3 separate regions of the Mus musculus genome follow, and all the other regions are linked to region 1. A link is a contact called in public Hi-C and HiChIP or PLAC-seq data. All regions are on one chromosome and are shown on one strand. Each heading gives the region's core, a stretch centred on a gene start, on an enhancer-like site or on the middle of the called end of the contact. The rest is flanking DNA. Distances are from core to core; before and after follow the strand shown.

Region 1 (4,840 bases), core at 1,729-4,228:
GATTTGATGAAACATCCTGTTTAGTACTGAACGTTCCGAGCTCTCTCACACTGTGCACATGGCCTGCCTGTGAGCCTCTGCATGTGTTCCCATCTACTGCATGAGGACGCTTTGCTGGTGATGGCTGAGCAGAACACTGTGATTTATGAGCACAGCAGGATGTTATTAACAGCCATTTTATTGCTACTATTGTCATTATGTTCCTTTAGCAGAACAATAGAATGTGGTTTTCTTCAGGGTCCCTGACCTATCTGGTCTCAGGTTCTTGGCCACCTGAGCGGTGTCAGGAATGGGTTCCATCTTATGGAGTGTCTCTTAAATCCAACCAGAGATTGGGTGGTTGCTCCCCGCATTGTGTGTGCCAGTATTTCACAGATTCGTATAGATTAGGGTACCAAGAGAGTCTTGTAATATTTGGTCTTTGATTCCAGTTGCTGACAGATAACCCCTCAGACTTTTTATTGAAACATAGTTTTGGTGTGTTTCATACATGAGTCTGATGAATTCTGATTAATGTAACCCCATCCTCTCTCATCTCTGTCACTCTTATTAACGCTCTCCTCTTTCCCACATCCATGTATTTTTCTGTTTTAGTTTGAGGCCCACTGAGATTATTGATCTGTGTGACCATGAGTGGAGCCTTGTGCTTTCATGGATGGATATGCAGCCATAGATGATGAAGATGATGCCTGCCTTTGCCCTAGTAATCTAGCAGTGGGTCAGTAGGGAGGAGTCTTGCCTCCTGAGCTTCAGTGGCTGACTGTTGACATGCCCAGTTGTTTGCAGGCCCATTGCCTTCCCATCCCTGCTTAAACTTCCTGCTCCGACTATTCTCTCTGTTTTCATGTCACTTATGCTTGCTATCCCCTGCCTTATGACAGTCCCCAATCCAGTGGCCCTTCTCTGGTTTCCTGGCTTCTACAGGTACTCAAAGTTAAACACACACACACACACACACACACACACACACACACACACACCTTAAAGGTGTGAAAGTAAGACCCATGTACAAGAGCATGAAGTCATTCTAAGACTGTTATAGATTCCTTAGTGTTTGGAACATATGACTTACACATCCCTTGGGAAAAGTTCCTTGGGATTTCCTTGGTGACAGACACACTTTTTGTTCTAATGAGGTGTTTCTTGGTGTGTTGCTGCATAGTAACCAGGTTCCAGAGAATTAGCCTTGTAGCTAGAAGGGTGGGACTTTCACCTGCACTCACCCCCCAGCCTCTGTGGAGATAGAGGGGGAGAAAGGCTGAAGAGTGAGGTGATCACCAAAGATCAGTGATGCAGTTAACCATACTCTCATAACAAAGCTTCCACAAGACCTCCAAGTGAGAGAGTTAGGAGAACCTTCAGAATGCCGATCAGGTACCTGGACTGTGGCACAGCTGGGGAGACATAAATGCTCACCGCCTCCTCATACACATCTGTCATGTGCACCTTTCCATTTGGCTATCCCTCTGTATCCTTCATTATATTCCATGTCAATATAAAAATTAGAGCAAGTGTTTTCCTAAGCCATGAGAGCTATCTTAGCAAAGCAATTGAATCCAAGAAGGGAGTCACTGATACCCTGATTTATCACAGGTATAAGAAACAGCTTACACCTTTCAGTTGCTGTCGGATGCCGGGGTGATAGTCTATGACTAAATGTTTAACCCGTGGGAGCCAATTCTGGGTTCAGGTAAGTTCTATCGGAATTGTAGTTAGGGCCCATTGGAGAACTGCCTGTTCTACAGGGAACTGCTCTCACATCTGTTGTTTTATGTTGGGTTGTAAGTATTGGATGTATGTAAGTAGTAAAATAATAACTGGGTTTTTCCTCTTTTGCAGCTAATTTGTTAAACATCTTTCATTTTTCTTTGTCTTTCATGATTTTGACACTTTCCAAAGCACCAGTTGTCTTCGTGGGAGATGCTCTTCTTATCATGACTAATATGAGATTATCTTGTATTTCACAGTACACTGTGGATGTATGAACCCTTTTCAATCTTTCATACCAGGATATATATAGTTTCTATGCATATTATTGGTGATGTTTTGATAGCTTCATGAAGATAATATCTGTCAGAGTCTCCACCATCAATTTTCCATTTTCTTGCTTATTACTCAACACTTTAAGGAAGATAATTATAGATATACAAATATACTATTTCTGCTTAAACTTTTGCCCATTAATTTTAACTTCTTTTGGTGGATCTTACCTTCCACAACTATTCCTATGGTTGTCTGATGGACGTTTTCTATGCATTATGTAAAATTCTTCTACCAGGAAGACTTGTCTATTTATACACTAGACATTAATTGTATTGTTGGAAGTATAATCTAATATTACTGTTATTGAACGTCTGAAAATTTTCTGGTCACTGTATGCTTTTAAGGACCCCTTGCCCTTTCAACATGGTTGCGTTTTTACTTCTAACAATGTTCTTAACCTTCTATCCCACAAAGAGAGTGTAGGGTATGTGTCCCTTTCCTGTTTTAGCCCTGGAATCTACCAATTCTCCAGGGAGTGCCCATGACTTTGGAACTTGTTCTTATTGCTTTTATTTTGCCAAGCAGTTCTTCACTGTGGACTGGAATTGAGTCAAAAATAACAGAATGACATTCAGTGCTCTCTTTTCTGCTCCCTCAAAGTTTGGGAAAGAGAAGTTTTTACTAGCACACTATGAATTGAGATTCAACAGATAATGCAACCCTAACAGAACACTGTCTGTTAGCTCTGGGTTATATTTAAGGATGTGCTCCTTACAACAGAGTCTTGTGTAGGCAGCTTATTCTACTTCTTGATATTTCACCCTGGTTAAAAAAATTCTTCTTTAAAGTGATTGGATATTTGCTTTTTTATGTCTCATCTGGCAATACAAGCTTCTGCTAACTGAAAATGTTCCCCAACTCCCAGTGTATTGATGGGCACACAAGTGATTACCAACAGTGCCAGTGAGTCACTCTCGGTTACCATGGAAACATCACTGTTTGTTCCTTGTCCTATGGCTTCCTTCCTCTGCTATGAATCAAGAGAAAAGACTTTCTCTTTTAATAGCTGCTGGTCAAAAGGGTTTTCTGTAGAGCAATGCACTCCTCAGTTCTTCCACTGTGTCTCACCTCAGCTATTAGGCATCCCGAGCTAGCACACCGCTTTGATTTGGGCTTACAAAAATACTTGTTGTAGTCTTTTCAAAAACAGTGTTGCTCATGAATATGTAACTTAGGCAGGGCTTAGCTGGGTAGGGCCCATCTTTTCTGATAGCATCAGGTGAAAGATTTATTTCCTAAAGGGTTCATTCACACGGCTGCTGAGTTGGTGCTATCTGTCACCTACAGCCCAACTGAGACTTTGTTCTGGGCTCCAACAGAACCTAGAAAAAAATGCTAACAGCCTGTACTCAAAATTTACAAAAATCTTAAAGAAGAAGGAATGTGTTCTATATAAAAATGGAAAAGCTGTCAGTAAATTCCAGAATGTGGGAAACTTTAAATGTCAAGTGGTCTGGGAATATGTGGCTGAGGGAGCCGGGTCAGGAGTGGGGGGAGAAGAAGGAGGAAGAGAGAAGAGAGCTGAGGAGAGAAGTGGAGACAAAATCCCTAATAGCATAGCTCAGGATTTCTAAACTCTATAACTAAAATATATTTTAGTTTTTAATGCCCCACCCCAACCCCATAACCCCACTTTATTGGTATGATGCTGCCTTTCCAGGCAAGTTGTAGCAACCAAAACTGTCTCCTGAAAATAAAAATGGCCCCAGTATTGAACTACTATATATTCAAAGAAATAATTAAATGGCACAATGAAAAAAAAACAATATATATATATAACAGGGTTGTATTCTGATTTTTCTGAGCCAACTGTGAGGAATTAGGTGATAACCAGAAAAAAAAATCTGTATATGTAAAAGTAACCGTATTTAATGACCTCTAGGGATAATTTGTTATATTTAGATGCATCATAATAGTAGGCTAACTATTTGTGATAAGTGATCCAGACTTTTTAATGATTACATTGAATTACATATCTATAGTTAGAATGACAGAGTGTCTTGTATTGCTTCATAATAATACATTTGAGGTGGATGGATGAACAACTGAGTAAAGTTATAGATACAAATACCATTGGCTGCGTGTCAGGAGAAGGCTCATTGTGTTGGAATTTTCCATGATAAAGTGTTTTGTTTAAAAAGTGGTAGCAAGAGAAGTGTTCAATACCATTTACAAGTATGTATTCTTATAGTCAGCTTTTTACCATCAATAACTCTGCATACCCATCTGCAAATATGTATGTCTGTACGTACTCATCAGTTCAAGCTCAAGTTATTCCCAGATGTAGGTCGAAGGAGTTGAAAATAGTCACTTTTGAAGAGAGGCAGGTGAATCCAGGGAACTGCTTCTTTACTTTTAACAAATATTTTAGTATCATTAAGCATTGAAAACAAGGTGCATAGATTACTATGACAGGTAGTAAAACATAATTAAAAGATGAAATATAATACTGAGGAAATGCCACCAATGTAAACTTTGTGAACAAGTAGCTTAGTTTAGTGATGCATGCATTTCCAAGAAGCCAAGTTGGGGAAGCTTTCACCTGCGTTCACAATGTGCAACATTAGGCATGGTATAGTTCTTAAGTCTGAGGCCTAACCACCTCCCTTTTCTTTTTACCTTTTTTCTTAGGCATGCTAAGACAACTTGGCCTTCTAAGGATGTTCTAGTTAGCCTTAAATCATCTGTGAAGAAACCCCAACTGAGAAATTTCCTATCAAGTTAGCCTGTTGCCATGTCTGTGGGAGTTATTTTGTTTTATATTAATTGATGGAGAAGAGCCCAGCCCACTGTGGGT
Region 2 (4,840 bases), core at 1,180-3,679, 200 kb before region 1:
GTTTGTGGATGTGGACTGGCCACACCTGGAATCGAGGATGGGCTGTAGCTGGTGCCAACTGAGCATGTGCAGAAAGCCCGAGTTCATGAAAGAGTAAGTGAGAGCAATGAAAAAAGTTATTGTGAAAGAAGGGAAACTGGTTTTATACGTGCTTCTTAGTAAATGCTGATTTTAATGAAGCTGAGTTGAACTTTGTGGAATTAAAAAAGGACAAGGAAAGAAATGGGGACAGAGACAGAGTCAGGGATGCAGGAGGAACGATAGAAAGATGGCGGGAGGTGTAGGTGATCAGTGGTGCGCCTATTTATCTGAACTAGCAGAAAAGGACTTATTAAATCTGAAAAAGTCAATTCTTAGGTGAAAACCTATGAAAAGATTGTATGAATGATTAATATTTTTAGTTTAAAAATTGTATGGATATTTGTGTTTTGCCAGCACATATGTAGGTACACCATATGCATGCTTGGTACCCAAGGGGGTCAGAAAAAGTCATTGGATTCTCTAGAACTGCTGGAAATAGAACCTGGGTCCTCTGCAAGAGCTGTAAGTGCTCTTAACTGATGAGCCATTTCTCTAACTTCGTCATGAACGCTTTTAGAGTTTTTCTGACCAACGATAAATTGGTGAAATTTTTTTTAAAGGATTAGATGTGTGAGGGAAAGATGGCTGACACTTAATACAGGAAGTAAAAAATTAAAACACTTAAGCCAGGCTTGGCAGCTCATATCTGTAATCCCTGCACCTGGGAGGCTGAGGCAGGAGAGGAGGACCAGGAGGTTAACGCATCCTTGGCTGCATAGAGTGAGTTTAAAGCCAGGATGGGCCATAGGAGACCTTATTTCAAAAAATAAAAATGAGAGAGAGAGAGAGAGACAGACAGACAGACAGACAGACAAAGTTAAAGACATATTAGAGGTGTTGATAAGATCATCCAGAGGAGACACAGAGCTCAGGGGGAGACTTCAGGGGCTTTCAAGGGTAATTTGAGTTGCATGAGATTTCCCCCCACCATTCTTTGGGTTTACATGCCCCATCTTGGAATAAGATGTGACTCTATAGAGAAGAAAGTCAAGAAATAAGGAAGGAAAGAAAGAAGAAAGAGAAGACTAGAATTTTATCTGAGTTTACTCTAAAGTTGGTTGTTAGAGGGATAGAGAGAAGAAGAGGTTCTGCTGTCTCGCTTTCTAGATGATAAGTATTCAGGAAGGACCCTTGAACTTGAACAGAACCAAAGTCTCAATTTCAGTTATGAAATCTAAGCAGTGTGTAGTATTGGCATTAGAGAATAAGGAGGTCTTAAGCTTCCTTTTCACACAGCTGATGCTTCCGCAGGAGTTTCCAGTGTCTACTAAATGTCTTCTAACTTCTCATCACAGTTTGCATGCCATTTGAAGCCTCTGTGAAGGTTTTAGACTTCCTGGCTCCTCTGTGCACTGTTTATGTAAGTCGCTGCCATTGGCAGGCCAGAGTGGGAACACATGTTCTCACAGCCATGAGAAGAGGTAACTATGGTATCGAAGGCTGGAGTTGAGAACAGACACACGTTGACACTGATTCAGTGTGCCCTGGGACACACCAGGATGCCTTTCAAAAACGAGATGAAGGTTGATACAAAGACAAATGTGTTTCTTTGCTGCTGGGGCCAGATTTCAGGCTTTCTCTTGGGATTTGTGGCCTTAGTTTTGTGTGTCAGGGTGCCCGTTTAGTAAGGACATCCAATGAACTGTGCTATGGTTCTGGTTCACACTTACTGAGAAACCACTGAAGCTTTCTTTCTTCTTCTTCTTCTTCTTCTTCTTCTTCTTCTTCTTCTTCTTCTTCTTCTTCTTCTTCTTCTTCTTTTTTTCCCCCACTCTAAAAGGAAGATGAGCAACAGACAAGTAATTATGACGTTGCCACCTATATAACATAGGAAGCCACTTTTGTGACCTCATCATGAATTCTGAAATGTGTTACTGACTCGCATGCACTCATTACTGTAAGAGTTCCCAGACCTATTTATCTAACTTTGCATTCCAAGGAAAAAAGAGTTTATTTAGGGAGTTTTCATGTAACAATGCAGTTAAGTAGGTTCTGCTTCCAGGCTAGTCAGTGTGGAAAACTTGGGATCCAATCTCTACTGTCTTCCATGGTCCAGACCAGTAAGGAGAGCAGTTTCCCTACTCTCTTTCCCTTTTATCCCTGATCAGTTGATTGTTACAGTGCACCTGACAGTTCAACGAAGATGAACGATGGTTAAAATGCAAACACCTGGCCATTCATTCACTGGCTTAATGATGGAAAGGACCCAAGTTGGTTTTTACACCACTGGGATTGAAATTTCACAGACCCGGGATGACTCACCGCTTTGCTGTGTCATGAGTTTCATTCTGAAATGAAATACACTCTGTGGTTTCACTTGAGGCTTCGTGTTGATGCAAAAAGGAAATGAGCCCATATTGGGAAGTCGGGTTGAAATACACATATTGTACCAAGTTGTTGCTCAGCCATCCTTACACCCTGTGCTTCGGTCTTACCGCGCATCCTTACAGGATAGGCTTTGGTGTCATCACACTGTTTTATCATCAGTTCACACCTGTCTATCCTCCTCCCTTGTCTGAGAATCGGGTGAAGCAACCAGAATGTACTCAGAGAGCAGCCTGTGAATGAGCCACTGACTATCATTTCTGTGTGGATGACGTTCTTCCTGGGTTGGCACTGAGAAGAGAATGCTCATCTTTTTTTTTTTTTTCTTTTTCTTTTTGGTTTTCCCGAGACAGGGTTTCTCTGTGTAAGCCCTGGCTGTCCTGGAACTCACTCTGTAGACCAGGCTGGCCTCGAACTCAGAAATCCACCTGCTTCTGCCTCCCAAGTGCTGGGATTAAAGGAGTGCTCCACCACCACCCGGTGAGAACGCTCATCTTTATGGTGCCTCCACTCTCGTGAAAATAGTCTTGTTTTACGAAGACCATTTTCATTTTCAATAGTCCATTGTCATTTCATAATAGTAGTTACATCTTCAAACTTGGATAGTCCCCAAGACCAATGAGCAGTGAGAACAGGGAAGAGGAGCAGAAATAAAGCTGTGGTGGAGAATGAAAACAAAACAGAGCAAAACCACCCAAGGCCTTCTACATTCGAGGCAAACACCCTAATACTAGGCCATACCCTCATTTCCAAATATCAATCTTTTAGAAACATATTTTAATATTTCAAACTTATTTTCACATTTTTGCATATGTGCAATGTTCCAGACAACTCTCAGGGTGTTTTATATCCGATTTCCAAGACTGTTAGGGCGAGGTACCAGGCCAGAAAGAGAACAAAAATAAATCCTGTATTGAACAAAATCCAACTAAGTTGTTCCCTTTAGCGTTTAGATAGACAACTTTTCATTCAAAGCCAGATCAACGCTGGTTCCTCCCTTACTCTGAGACCCTAGGGAAGTCACATGACCCAGTCCTGATTTGCTTATTTCCAGGCTGGGAAGTATAATGGTAACTCATACCTCAGCATGAGGCTGTTATGAGGATCAAATGAAATCATCCATTCACCTCACACTTTCAACCCAGAGTACCAATAAATGTGAGCAATAAAAAGTGGGAGCAGGAAGCATCAGGAATAAGTCTCTGAGAGCTGTTTTCAATCTTATTATCTGATTGATTTAGTGTGTGTGTGTGACGTAATGTGGAGTGGGCATGTATCTTTGTGTATGTGATTGTGGGGTGGGTAGAGGTTAACGGTGGACATCTTCCTCTAGCACTCTCCACCTTATTTTTTGAGACAGAGTCTCTCATTGTACCTTAAACTCACCATTTCAGATGGACTCAACTCGTCAGTGCACTCTGGGGGACACTTCTCTCTGCCTGTCCATCTTCCCTAGCACTACTGATAGGGACATGAATCGCCATGCCTGACTTTTATATGGGTCCTGGAGATCTGAACACAGACTCATGGTTGTACAGCAAGAGCTTTATCCACTGTGGTATCTCCCAGGTCCTCTATTTTATTTTAAAATAATCTTTTGCTAATCCACAGATAATATGTTGTTTTGATTAAATGTGGCATTTACTGTTCTTATGTAATGCAGAACCAGCATAATGAGTACACACAAAGGATTTCATCATGTGAAAACATTTAAAAACCACAGCATCTAATACTTTTAAGTGAATGAGACTAGCTACATCATTGGTAGGCTTTGATGATAAGCACTGAGATCAGAATTTGTGCAGGTAAACTGCACAGGTTATGATTGCCTGAAGCTCTCATAAGAATGCAGATTTCTGGGTCTTCAATTCTATTCCATTGGTCTACTTGTCTGTCTCTAAACCAGTACCATGCAGTTTTTACCACAATTGCTCTGTAGTAAAGCTTTAGGTCAGGCATGGTGATTCCACCAGAGGTTCTTTTATCCTTGAGAAGAGTTTTTGCTATCCTAGGTTTTTTGTTATTCCAGATGAATTTGCAAATTGCTCCTTCTAATTCGTTGAAGAATTGAGTTGGAATTTTGATGGGGATTGCATTGAATCTGTAGATTGCTTTTGGCAAGATAGCCATTTTTACAATGTTGATCCTGCCAATCCATGAGCATGGGAGATCTTTCCATCTTCTGAGATCTTCTTTAATTTCTTTCTTCAGAGACTTGAAGTTTTTATCATACAGATCTTTCACTTCCTTAGTTAGAGTCACGCCGAGATATTTTATATTATTTGTGACTATTGAGAAGGGTGTTGTTTCCCTAATTTCTTTCTCAGCCTGTTTATTCTTTGTGTAGAGAAAGGCCATTGACTTGTTTGAGTTAATTTTATACCCAGCTACTTCACCGAAGCTGTTTATCAGGTTTAGGAGTTCTCTGGTGGAA
Region 3 (4,840 bases), core at 1,362-3,861, 150 kb before region 1:
ATTTTTGTTAAAAATATTTTTTGTTGTATTATTCCATAAACTCTTTGGTATGAGTTCGTAAAATTCCATAGAACGAAGTCATATTGGGACTTTTCAGATTCAACTTAATTTATAGATTTTTTTTTCACTATTGAACAAGAAAATGTTGAATAGAGAATATGACTGAATAAAAGTGAAAACATTTATTATTGTTGTTATTGAGACAGGGTCCCAAGTAGCCCAGACTGACCTGGAACTCACTTTGTAGTTTAGGGTGACCATGAATTCTTGGTTCTTATGTTTCTACTACCCAAGTGCTGGGATTCCAAATGTTCACCTCTACTCCAGGCTTAAAAGAAGAAAAAAGATGAAGTTTAGTCATAGACAGTAAAAAATATTGATAGGAATAAATGTCAGTAAGAAAACATTAGCAGTAGATAGTCACATGTACATCCCTGGGTTACTCAAAAGGTTCTGTCCTTTTAATAGTGAATGGGATTGTGAAGTTTGGTCATATTTTATTTTGTTTTTCCTGAGTAATAAATATTTTCTTCATTGTACAGTTAGAGATGTTGTAACTCACTGTGTTGTACTGAGTTAAATCTTTGTTCTGATACATGATGTCAACTTTGTTTTTCCAGGGATGAATTCTACTTGAGCACGCCACACAGAAAATACAATGCTGGAGGTGAGCTTGCTGAGCAGAAGTGAGAACCTGAGTTCAAATACCCAGAATCCACCTGGGTACCGTTCTGGTGTCATGATAGCATATGTCCATGATCTCATTTCTCCTATGTGAGATGAGATGCAAAGGCAGGAGAGTTCCTGGAAGCTACTCTCTCTTTTTTGTCCTCTTGCTCTTCTCCCTCCTGTCCCTGCAGTCTCTCCCTCCCAGATCTTAGGTTTATCACACATTGGTAAACACTATGCTCTGACACTGAGAAATGCCTACAGCCTCACACACTGCTTCTTCCATAATAAAAACTCATTACAAGAAGATGAACTGGAAACAGCCATAATATGTGCCAAGTTACTTATTCTTTATTTACATTTTATTTAAATTTTTTGTCCTTGTAGAATATATTTTTATAATTTAGTGACCTAATTTTCTCTTACAAAAACCATACAGCATGATTGACATTTTCTTTTTTAAGACTAAATGAACCATGAAACCCAACCTTTTCTTGCTTTGGTTAAATTGATCCAGAGATTACCATGGAATTTAAAACTCTATGTAATATGATAAGTTGGAGAAATTTTAATAACAGCACTTCTAGAGTTCTGTAGTCATTCATGTCTTGGTCAATAGTAATCTCGGCATAAGTTGCTAAATCTTATTCCCTATGGGACTCTGACAGAAACCATTAGCATGTTATGCCTCAATTAAGATTCTTAAAAATGGAGGTGCCTCGTGGCTGAGTCTTCCTTTGTGAGGTCTCAGCTGCCGACTCTTCTTGCTCCATGCCTGCTTTCATGCTGCCACACTCCCTGCCACCATGGTCATGGGCTCTATCCCTCTGAAACTAAAACGTCACTCACCATTGTTTAAGACTCAAAGATACAAAGACGCGAATCGAGAGGCAAAGAGTGCAATAGATAGAATGGCAGACTGCAATACATCATTAAGAAGCAGAAAGAGAAAAAGTCAATTTATAAAGATATCAACAACCCCTTCCTCTTCTAAGTGGAGGCATGTCTATGGGAACTCATTGGAGAGTGACAGGAATTCCAGTTCTGGGAATTTTAGAAATAGTTTGAGAGTGTATGCTGAAGACATTTTACTAAAGCTGTTCCAAGATTTTTGCTGGCTCAAAATCTCAAAGAATCACCCTGTGCCACCTGAAGAACCCAGTAAGACCCAGGTGGGTATTCCCTGGACTCTGTATTGCTCCCACACTACCCATTTCTCATTGATACTCATTATGCTAAGATGTTGCTGTCCAGAGTAGTCTGTGTTCTTGAGGAAGTGGTGGTGGTGAATAGGAGCGCTGCTCTGCTCTGTAGCTGCCACACTTTCCAGCTGTAGGTGACGCTACTCTTTGGACAGGGTCATTTGGTGCCACCTTCAATAAGCTCAACTATGAAGCAAATGGCTTGCTATGAATAGGCTCTGACTTCTATAGAGGAAATGATGAAACAACAGAGGAAGTTGATAGGAACAGAAAGAAAGTTGTCAGCAGTTTCATTTGAGAATAATATCATTGTGGTCTCAAGTTTCTGAAGTCAAAAACAGTCCAGGGAGAAAATCCCTTCGCCATTCTTCCTCTTTTACAGAAGGACAAAAGAAAAAAAAGCACTTGAGCATATGACTTCATCAGTTATGTGTTGGTTTAGAGGTTGGGCTCAGGAAACTCACTTATCATTTACTGTAGCTGTTTTCAAAAAAAAAAGTTCTAAACAGCATTGCTGACTCTAAAACCACTAGCATTTCTAGGCTAAACAATTCTGAGTGTTTCAGGGTGTCCCTCTGGTGGAAAATTGAAAACACTTGTGGCATTTTCTGTGGGGAAAGATGGTAAATAAATACGGAAATCATACAGGTTATTATTTTTTCCCTACAAGTAGAAGGAAACTTGTTTGCTATTCCTTCGTTAATGCAAAAGTGTTGCCAAGCTCCATGGTAAGATGAAGACCGTTTCCTTCACACCTCTGTGAGTGTGAGGAGATCTGGTAACAACAGGCCAAGAGATGTAGCTTCCCTCTTGTTGGTAGAAGACTTGCCTCTTGTGCACAAAATTCTAGATTTGATCCATTATAAACTGGGCATAATCTCAGCATTATTATTATTATTATTATTATTATTATTATTATTATTATTATTACTATTATTGGAGCAAGAGGTAGGAGGGATCATAGGATCCAACTTATCCTTTGTTACATCTAGAGGTTGAGGCTAGCATAGGATATTTGAGACCCTGTATCAGAGAACCAAACTGTTCAGTCAGCACAAAGCAAACAGTTGGAATTTCACTCTATGAGTAATGATGCTGAATGTCGGGAGGGAAGGGAAAGCATGGTTGGGATGTATTGTATAAGAGAAGAATCTATTTTCAACAGAAATAAAAAGATAAAAATGTATTTGGTAGTCATGTTTTTTTTTTTTGAAAAATATGTATGCGTGTCCATTTTAAGTAAGATACTATTACCTTTGTTTTTTGTTATTTAAGAAGCAGTGACATTTCTCCATTTGGTAGCAAAAGAGAAAATTGGAGGAGCTGAGAGCTTTAGAAGGACACACATGGTCCTGGGTTTATAGATGAATGAGTTTAAAACAAAGGTCGAGAAGTGGCTTCCAGGACCTGAGAATGTCCCTTGGCAAATAATCAACTAGGAAATAAGGGCCTGAGTCCTAAAGCCACATGAAACTGAGTTCTGCCATTGACAGAAAGAGGCTCAGAAGATCTCATGATCCAGAGGAGGTGACAGCTGGCACCCCCAGTATGAAGATACAGAGAGATTAAGAGTCAGAGGATGAGGCTGGAACAATGTCTCAGTGGGTAAGAGCCCTGCTGTGTAAGTATGAGGATATGAGTCCAGATGCCCACTATTTATATACAAGTGAGCCTGGTAGCACGGCACAGAGCCTGAGTGCTCACCAGCAGCCTAGCCAAAACACTGAACTTCAAGGTCAGTGAGGTCGCATCTCGGTGAATAAGGTAGAGAATGATAGAGTAAGCCAACATCCTCGTCTGGCCTCTGCATGAGCTTACATTGGCACACACATCTGTATTCGTACAATACAATCATGCATATACCACAAACATATAGAGCCCCAAATAGTACTATTATAATTAGCTATTCATAGGCAAAATAAAGAACTTTAGGTCATGTTTGGCACTAATGTCCTAGGTTGATTCAAAATGGACTATACACCTAAACATATGAACTGAACTAAATATGAAAAAAAAAATCATAGACAGGGTCCAGTACCGACCTACCAGGTAAGTTGTACCCATTGGTGCAATAACGGTACTCTGGCTCTTGGAGTGACTAACTTCCAGAATGAATTTGAGGCCTGCTCCATAGGAGGGATGTCATGTTTGATACTGTAATATGGTCAAAGTCCAGATCACAGGTCCTAGGCAGGAGCCTACGGGTGTTTTGACATGGTTATGTTGTCAAACTACCTTCTAAATAATTATGCTTATACCTATAGATTTATGTTGCTCTCAGCCTGGGTCAGAGACGCCTCTTTGTGCGATGGGTAGTAGTTACAGAGGAAACATGACTGTAAAAGAGCTGAGAATAAGTGAGAGGGAGAGCTTACCTGCAGATAGGTTGGTATCAAACTTCCCCCTCGCATGGCTCAGGGGACATCTTGGAAAAGTGTACAGAAAGAATGCAAGAGCTGGAAGATGGGGAGGAGAGCAGTGAAAAGCCGATTTCTGGACGTGACATGACTAGCGCACACACCAGCTCCTATGACAGACAGCTGTGCTTGTCTGCAGGCTCTGTACACAAGATCACATCAGTCAGTAGTCCAACATGGATGGGGGAGGGGCTCCCAGGGTCCCGCCTCTGGCTGGGGAGCTACTGGTAGTTGATGGCTGCTGAGGGACGCAGGGTCACTGAGGCCACAGTGGATGACACTACATCTATTAACACATGGGTAGTACTAACTGGACTAGAGGGATGTTAATAATAATTTGAAGAGAAGACATGGAGTTTGGGATGAGAAGGCATGGGATGGTGGATTCCTGGGGGAAGAGGAGGGAGGTAGTAGGGGTAGGTAAGATAAAAATACATTGAATAGGTGTATGAAATTTTCAACGAATAAAAATATTTAAAAATTAAAAAATTGAAAGACACTTTTAATGTAATGAATAAATAAACCCCAACCCTGACATAAATATTTGCAGAT

Evidence for each region. Hi-C and Micro-C count contacts between places; a contact is called where the count stands out from the background. HiChIP or PLAC-seq counts read pairs in DNA pulled down with a chosen protein or histone mark.
Region 2: an H3K4me3 HiChIP or PLAC-seq map of bone marrow-derived macrophages shows a contact between it and region 1, with 5 times the contacts expected there. The contact joins two enhancer-like sites. A contact is called at or near these places in 2 of 484 Hi-C or Micro-C datasets (bone marrow-derived macrophages and cortical neurons), 6 of 115 datasets of contacts at active chromatin or transcription factors (CD8 T cells, bone marrow-derived macrophages, embryonic fibroblasts and 3 more) and 1 of 9 other capture datasets (bone marrow-derived macrophages).
Region 3: a contact with region 1 is called in a Hi-C map of bone marrow-derived macrophages, with 27 read pairs. The contact joins two enhancer-like sites. A contact is called at or near these places in 9 of 484 Hi-C or Micro-C datasets (the HPC-5 cell line, bone marrow-derived macrophages, granulocyte-monocyte progenitors and 5 more), 1 of 115 datasets of contacts at active chromatin or transcription factors (bone marrow-derived macrophages) and 1 of 9 other capture datasets (bone marrow-derived macrophages).

Annotation. Positions count from the first base shown.
Region 1 is chr16:55,549,264-55,554,103 of GRCm38.p6, reverse strand. The region is part of intron 1 of Gm45968 (a long non-coding RNA gene); the gene reads left to right. Among named protein-coding and RNA genes, the nearest start is that of Gm45968, 31 kb to the left of the region's middle. Within about 2 kb of position 2,978, at least 155 of the 459 cell types and tissues checked have an H3K27ac peak or open chromatin away from gene starts, as enhancers often do. A contact at or near this core is called in CD8 T cells, bone marrow-derived macrophages, embryonic fibroblasts and 3 more, where this site is marked.
Region 2 is chr16:55,752,175-55,757,014 of GRCm38.p6, reverse strand. No RefSeq gene overlaps it. Among named protein-coding and RNA genes, the nearest start is that of Nfkbiz, 68 kb to the left of the region's middle. Within about 2 kb of position 2,429, at least 143 of the 459 cell types and tissues checked have an H3K27ac peak or open chromatin away from gene starts, as enhancers often do. A contact at or near this core is called in CD8 T cells, bone marrow-derived macrophages, embryonic fibroblasts and 1 more, where this site is marked.
Region 3 is chr16:55,695,997-55,700,836 of GRCm38.p6, reverse strand. No RefSeq gene overlaps it. Among named protein-coding and RNA genes, the nearest start is that of Gm23003, 100 kb to the right of the region's middle. Within about 2 kb of position 2,611, at least 54 of the 459 cell types and tissues checked have an H3K27ac peak or open chromatin away from gene starts, as enhancers often do. A contact at or near this core is called in bone marrow-derived macrophages, granulocyte-monocyte progenitors and hematopoietic stem and progenitor cells, where this site is marked.